Linked DNA regions of Mus musculus: region 2 is linked to region 1. A link is a contact called in public Hi-C data. All regions are on one chromosome and are shown on one strand. The core of a region is the stretch at or near the end of the contact, and the rest is flanking DNA. Distances in the headings are between cores, read along the strand shown. Region 1 holds the start of Rap1gap (Rap1 GTPase-activating protein). Region 2 overlaps Ece1 (endothelin converting enzyme 1).

Region 1 (3,408 bases), core at 244-2,743:
GTATCAAGAAACACACACAGAGATGCATACAGAAATCCATATGGAGTCTATGCACAGTAATTCTTGGAGACATTGCCTAACACACACATACACATGTTGGTGTTCTGAGTTACACACAACACATACTCAAGTCCATGTACCTGATATTCACACTTGTGCACACACCGGTGCAGGCCTGCACCCCAGTAACTGCACACAGACACAGGCATTCTCCTGGCTGAGACCAGGAGAGCACCGGCACGTGCAGGCTCAGCCAGGTGCTCAGGGAAACAGATGCAGAGTCCCAGGCGTCACTGCCAGGATCAAAGCATGCGGTGCAACAAACCCAAGCCAGCATCCCATATTGTAGACAAGAGTTCCGAGCAAAGGAAGAGGAATCAGGCAACTGCCAGGGTTGTTAAACCCCATGGGATCCTGAGCATCACCACCCATCACCACATATGCACAGTATGAAGTCACAAAACCTAAGCCCTTGTGCATACACTCTGAAGCCTACCTACAAAACAAGATCCAACCTGTAAAGTCCACTTCAGTAGTACCCAGGAGCCCCTGAGCCATGGGCACCTGTGGCCACACCCAACACCTCTGAGATTAGAAGAGCAGATAGCAATGACAGTTTGGCAGATAGCATAGACACACACCTATTGTCCAGGAAGGACAAACACACCTGTCAACGTGACAATGTCACAACAGTGCCACCATCCTTTCAGGGTCAGCCAGATAGTCTCTGACCTAAAGAGACCCAGCAAAGGGCTGAGGAAAAGAGGAGGTCCTACTTAAGGTGACCAAACAGCCAGCCACAACGAAACACCACACATGGCTGCACCAGAATCACAACCACATAAACACTGACACATGGCACTGTCACCCAGAGTGTGCACACAGAGCATCAAGTAACACCCACAGTTACAGCCCCACAGGCAACAGCAGACGCCCTGACACATGGCAAAGGAAGGCTGGGAGTGGTGTGGCCAGAAGCCGGGCATCCCACCTGGGGAAGAGCCACCAGAGTCACCCTATGATATCGCTCCATCTGTGTGGAAAAGGCAGCAGGCAGTCCCAACAACAGTTAAACACACACCCAGTGTCACTGCAGCCCATGGCCACAGTGTCCCTACGTCTGACCCAGGGGCAGCTTTGGAAAACACTAGGGTGCTCCGTGTAGTTCGGGTGTCAGTCCAAAAACATACACACCCACCGTGACGGGGTTCAGGCACAGACTGCCAGACTCTGGGTAGTAAGGCTGACTGATGGCCCTGGGTCCCCAGTCGGCCAGGCCGCCCCTGCCAGGGTCCTCACCTGCCAGCCGGCCCCCGCCGGCAACGAGCCCCTCCGCGGACGGCCATGGGGCGCTGGGGGCCGCGGCTGCGCCATCCCGAGCCCCAGCCCCGGCGGCGCTGTAAGCCGGCCCGGCCCGGGGCCCCGTAGCCCGAGCTCTGCGCTCCTGTCCCGCCCGCCGCCGCTCTGCCTTCTCTGGGCTCACCCTGCTGCCGGGCCCGAGGGGGCGGGGCGCCAGGTGCGGGAGGCGCGGAGGAGGGGCGGGGCGGAAGGCCACCACGCCCACTCGCGGGGCGGCCGGGCAAGGGGCCCAGGACACTGCGCCTGCGCGCGGGAAGCCTCAGGCACTTCTGTGAGCAGCTGTGTCTTCCCAGACTGGAGACCCTGCCTCTGGGCTTCAAGGACAAGGTTCTTGGGACAGCTGTGCCCAGGGAATGCAGGAGTACTGGAGATGGTGCTTAAGCACTTTCTTTGCTGGACCCTTTGCGTGTCTCACCAGATCGCCATAACCAAGGAGGTACAAATGTCTTCACTAGAAAATCATATTCCAAGAGGTGCAATAGCTTTTTTTGCTAGAAAACCCCGGGATCCCTGGAAGAGTCTGAAGCTGCAGAGTCTCTGGCACCTCCATTGGCTCAGTTTACCATCTGTAAATTACAAGGCTTCTGAAACGACACCCCCCACCCCCAACTTGACCCTGAAGTCCTTGTGTCTTAGGCTGGTGCAGCCAGTCTGCAGCAGGGACAGACCCCAAGACAGATGCTGGAGAAGTCTGGATGCTCTAGGGGCAGGACTGTCCTCCAGCTAGGGGCGGGGGGCAGATCTCCTACAGCTTCCCAGAAGTGCTGTCTACTACCCTCTGTCCCCAGGGCCAGGGAGCTCCTGAAAGGAAGGCAGGCAGCACTTTCCCTGCCCTCCCAGACCTGGCCCAGGGTCAGGTTTAGACCTAGAGAGCCAGCGGGAACACCAGAGATGTGCATTCCAGACACCGAGTAGCTTTGGCTTTAATAATTAACAACAGCAAATATTGATTTATGCAACCACTTCCAGGCCTGCACACTTCCGGGTACCCAACACAATGCAGCCAGAAGAGCATCTTTTCCTACCGTGGCCCTGGGGGAGGCCAAAGCTGCTCAAATCACCGGCGATATGTAGGCCAGGTAGAGTGGATGCCGCCTGCGTATGTGTCTAGGTCCTTATCTGTGTACATGTGTGTCTCCAAGGCTAGTCGTGGCTCTACGTGACATACTGCATTGCTGTAGCATAGAAGTACCCGTGGGTAGGAAGGGGTGGGTAGGGACGCCTGGGGGGGTATTTACTTTCTATCTCCTTTATGTGTTCATGAGCAAGTCTGAATACACTATAGATATATGTACTTGTGTCTGTCTGTCTGTCTGAATGTGGTCTGGCTCCCAGGTTAGGTATAGGTAGGCCAAGTATGCACATGTATGCAGATTTTACAGTCCCTGAGTACTGCAGAGGGTAGCTCGGTGTCTATTTAAATGTGGCTCCCCAAAGAAAAGAAAATACAACCCCTGCACAGCTCTGGGGACACAGTAATACTGATTATTTCCAAAGCACTTCCAAAGGCGCTGCCCAGTGACGAGCTGGCAAGGTCAATAGAGAAGACACTCTCAGCCATGCAATGGTGACACACACCTTTAGTCCCAGAACTCAGGAGACAGAGGCAGGTAGATCTTTGTGAGTCCAAGGCCAGCCTGGTCTACAGAGTGTGTTCCAGGACAGCCAGCATTACACAAGGAAACCCTGTCTTGAAAAACTAAAGAAGAAGAAGAAAGAGAAGGAGGAGGAGGAGGAGGCAGAGGAGGGGAGGAGCAACAGTAGCAGCAGCAGCTGTCTACTCTATGTTAGAGGTGGGACTTGCCCTTAGGTACAGGGAGGTTACATGCCCCTCAAACTGGTTCCAGTATCATTGTAAATATGTAACAGAATAGGGTATTGAGGAAAACTGGAGAGTATCCCAGGCAGGTTCCCTCAGCTCACCAATAGCCTGCTGGAAATCCAAATGAGTCACTCTGGGAGCTGGTTTCAGTTCACAGAATGGGTCCTAGTCTGGAGGAGGGGTGCACTGTGGGGCTGTGGCGGTCTGAAGCTCACTGTCTGCGCTGC
Region 2 (3,408 bases), core at 494-2,993, 220 kb before region 1:
AAAAACATCTGCTGTTGCTGTCTGCTTTTGTTCAATCCTGCAGCAGCCCCCCTGCTTGTCCCTCCTGGGTAATAAATAAATCTCCTCCATGCTAAGAACTTGGCATCTGGGTGTGTCCTGTACCGACTCCGAGGGGCCCCCAACCCCTCAATAGGGCCAGTGCCAGGCTGAGCTCTATAAGGGGCAGAAGGAAGACAGGATATGGACGCCATGTGGCAACAGGCATTCTTACTTCTGCCCGGCTTCTCTCACCGAGTGCTACTGTTGCCCTGGTTGGGGCAGAAGCTCTGGGACAGCCTGAGGCACACTGCCCTCCTGCTCTCTCCTCATCAGGAGCAGCTACGACCTTGCAAGCTCCAGAGGAGAGGGACCTGAGCTGACTGAGTCAGCCCTACAGAGCTGGGGAGTTGGCTCAGTAGGTCCAGAGCCTGCTATGCAAGCATGAGGCCCTGAGTTCAGATCCTTACACCTTGAAGAGCTGGGTACAGCTGCCCAAGCCTGTAAGCACAACACTGGAGGGCAGAGGTGGGGGCAGGGAGGAGGTGGATCCCTAATGTTCACTGGCCAGACAACCTAGCTGAACCAATGAACTCCAGGTTCTGTGAGAGATCCTGTTTCAAAAAAGAGAGAGCGCGCAATGGAAGAAAACACCTGACTTTGTGCTCTGGCATCCAAGTGCACACGCTCACACATGCACACACCTGTGAAACACACTTGTACACACATGCACACACCCCTGAAATGCACACATATGCATGCACACACCTGTGAAATGCGCACACACACACACACACATGCACACACCTGTAAAGTGCACATGTACACATGCACACGCCTGTGAAACACACTTGCACACACATGCACACACCCTTGGGAGAACACAAAAGACAGCTAATGAGATGGATCAGGTGAACAAACGCAGATCTTGGGCCAGACTGTGGCAGAGAAGGGGTGAAAGGCACTTGAAAAGTGAAGGAAAGAGCCGGGCATGGTGGTGCACGCCTTTAATCCCAGCTGCCTTTAATCCCAGCACTCGGGAGGCAGAGGCAGGTGGATTTCTGAGTTCGAGGCCAGCCTGGTCTACAGAGTGAGTTCCAAGACAGCCAGGGCTACACAGAGAAACCCTGTCTCAGAAAACCAAAAAAAAAAAAAAAAAAAAGAAAGAAAGAAAGAAAAAAAAAGTGAAGGAAAGATAACAGAGCTCTGAGCTTGGCTTGCTACTACTGACTGGGATGTAAAAGCCCAGAGAACATTCTAGAGGAGAAAGGAGACCTCCTGGGCTCCAATGGCATGGAGATCAATTGGCAGCATGGGACCAGACACCAGAGTTTCCAATGGCCTAGTTAACTTCCTTCCAGGGACCCCATGTTCCAGAAACTTCTGCAGTCACTTCCCCAAAGTCCCAGAGAGGAAAGACAGAACACCGTTTAATCGGCCCTCATCTTCCTCTGGGAGTTTTTCTTGGATCTCTTTCTCACATCGCTGCTGGCCAGTGTTAGGAAGCAAACGCCCAGGCAGCCGGGCAAGCAGAGGCTGCTGAGATGGGCTGCAGGGAACCGGGTGCCTGGGAATCCCTCAGGCTCCAGGGCTGTCATGGCACTATCAGGGCAGAAGCATGCCGGGTCTGGAGTCTCCGCCAGGCAAGGCCACTGTTTGTTTTAGATAAACCACAGACTGCTCCAGGCCTCAAGAGCTCCATCCAAGAGGGGCTGATAAAGGAGGTGCCCAGCTCTTTGGGACAACACTATCCGCACTTCCTGGTGCCGAGTGCAGGCCAGGGGTCAGGCCTGTATCTCATCATCAGACAACACAGAAAGATGGATGTGGTGTTACCGGCCAAGAAGAAGGACAGGGAGCCCGGGAGAGGGAAAGAGCCGGCTAACAAAGGCGAAGAGATGAATGAGCTGGAATCTGAACCCTGGCATTCTTAAGCCTCCCTGAGAAAGCGGCTGGCTCCCAGCACGTGGGCGTGGCCATGTGTGCAACTTGTCATAACATTTCCCCAGAAGTGGCTCTTACTTGGATCACACCCAATTTATAGGCGAGTGCCTGGGTAATTAGACCAAGGTCACATAAAAGTGGCTGAGGCCGGGACAGGCGCTCTCCGTCTTTCTATTTTCTTGTTCCTGCTTGCCAGTCAGTATGCTGAAAAAAAAACAAGCCAGAAGACAGTCCACCCACCCCCACCCCCTAAGAGGTCCTGGCCCCGCCTCCCTGCCTGAATCATAAAATCTACCAAAACTACTCTCCGATGGAAGCTGATACTACGGTGTGTGTGTGTGTGTGTGTGTGTGTGTGTGTGTGTGTGTGTAGGGGGTAGTGTTTCCAAGACAAACAGAGCAGTAAGGGGAAACGGAGACGGTAAATATTGGGAAGCCATAATCAAAAGGAAATGAGAAGAGAGTACAACTCACACCCAGTCACCAACAGAAACTCATCTCACGAAGCTGGAATGTTCCATGTTCTCAGAGAGACTGGTATGAGGGACACAAGAAAGGAAGGGAGGTAGCTAGCTATCCCAACCCCCCTCCCACTCCCCACCACCACCCCCAGCTTTGGTTCTAGGGATGGACCCAGGGGATTGTGCAGGCCAGGCGAGCACTCTTCCCCCCCCCCACAACCCCCCCCGGCTTCGATGGTCACAATTCGCTTGTGTTAAATACTGTCAGTATGTATCCTTGCTTTGCTTTTGAGACTGGTTCTCATATAGCCCAGGCTGACCTTGGACTTAATGTATACCAAAGGATGGCTTTGATCTTCTGATCTTCCCATCCTGCCTCAGGAGTGCTGCAAGAATAGGAATTCACCACCATGCCCAGCTTTATGGTCTCATAGACCTGAAGGGTACACAAATGGCAGTGTGGCTCAGGCCCCACTGGCAGAAGACATAACAGGGAAAGAACTCTTCTAGAAGGACCCGAGTGGTAGTGGTTGTGCACCTCTAATCCCAGCACTTGGAGGGCAGAGGCAGGTAGCTCTCTGAGTTCAAGGCCAGCCTGGTCTTCAGATCGAGTTACAATAGGACAGTTGGGGCAACACAGACAAATCCTGTCTCAAAAAACAAACAAACAAGAAAGAAAAGAAAGTATAGAAGGGACTGAGGAGATGACGTTTGGAACGTCAGAGGCAGGGTGTGGCAGCACACACTTGAAACCCCAACATGGAGACAGGTCGATTCCAGGTGTAACCACTCAGCCAGGCTAGTGCTAACAGTGAGGTCTAGATTCAGCATGACACATGCCTTGAAAAACAGAGGGTAGAGGAGCAGCTGAGAAACACACTCAGTGTTGACCTCTGGCCCAAACAAGAACGTGCATGAGCAAGCACGCACACGTACATGACACGCCAGACAGGGAGAGCGGAGATACCCGTCTGGAAGGGTTTGTGGGGTAGGCTGTCTAGTTGGTA

Evidence for each region. A called contact is a pair of places that touch in the nucleus more often than the background predicts.
Region 2: a Hi-C map of extraembryonic endoderm stem cells shows a contact between it and region 1, with 2.1 times the contacts expected there. The contact joins the enhancer-like site here to the promoter of Rap1gap in region 1. A contact is called at or near these places in 8 of 39 promoter capture datasets (the C10 cell line, the HPC-7 cell line, HPC-7-derived erythroid cells and 4 more), 1 of 484 Hi-C or Micro-C datasets (extraembryonic endoderm stem cells), 7 of 115 datasets of contacts at active chromatin or transcription factors (embryonic basal ganglia, embryonic stem cells, forebrain and 1 more) and 3 of 9 other capture datasets (adipose tissue, liver and macrophages).

What each region holds. Positions count from the first base shown.
Region 1 is chr4:137,705,552-137,708,959 of GRCm38.p6, reverse strand. It overlaps Rap1gap (Rap1 GTPase-activating protein), which reads right to left and starts at 1,493. Exons shown (of 24, transcript NM_001379234.1): 1 at 1,300-1,493. The coding sequence starts at 1,374. Rap1gapos (RAP1 GTPase activating protein, opposite strand) reads left to right here and starts at 2,354. Exons shown (of 2, transcript NR_138594.1): 1 at 2,354-2,438.
Region 2 is chr4:137,929,691-137,933,098 of GRCm38.p6, reverse strand. All of the region lies in intron 4 of Ece1 (endothelin converting enzyme 1), which reads right to left. Among named protein-coding and RNA genes, the nearest start is that of Gm52683, 23 kb to the right of the region's middle. Within about 2 kb of position 1,743, at least 184 of the 459 cell types and tissues checked have an H3K27ac peak or open chromatin away from gene starts, as enhancers often do. A contact at or near this core is called in adipose tissue, extraembryonic endoderm stem cells, forebrain and 2 more, where this site is marked.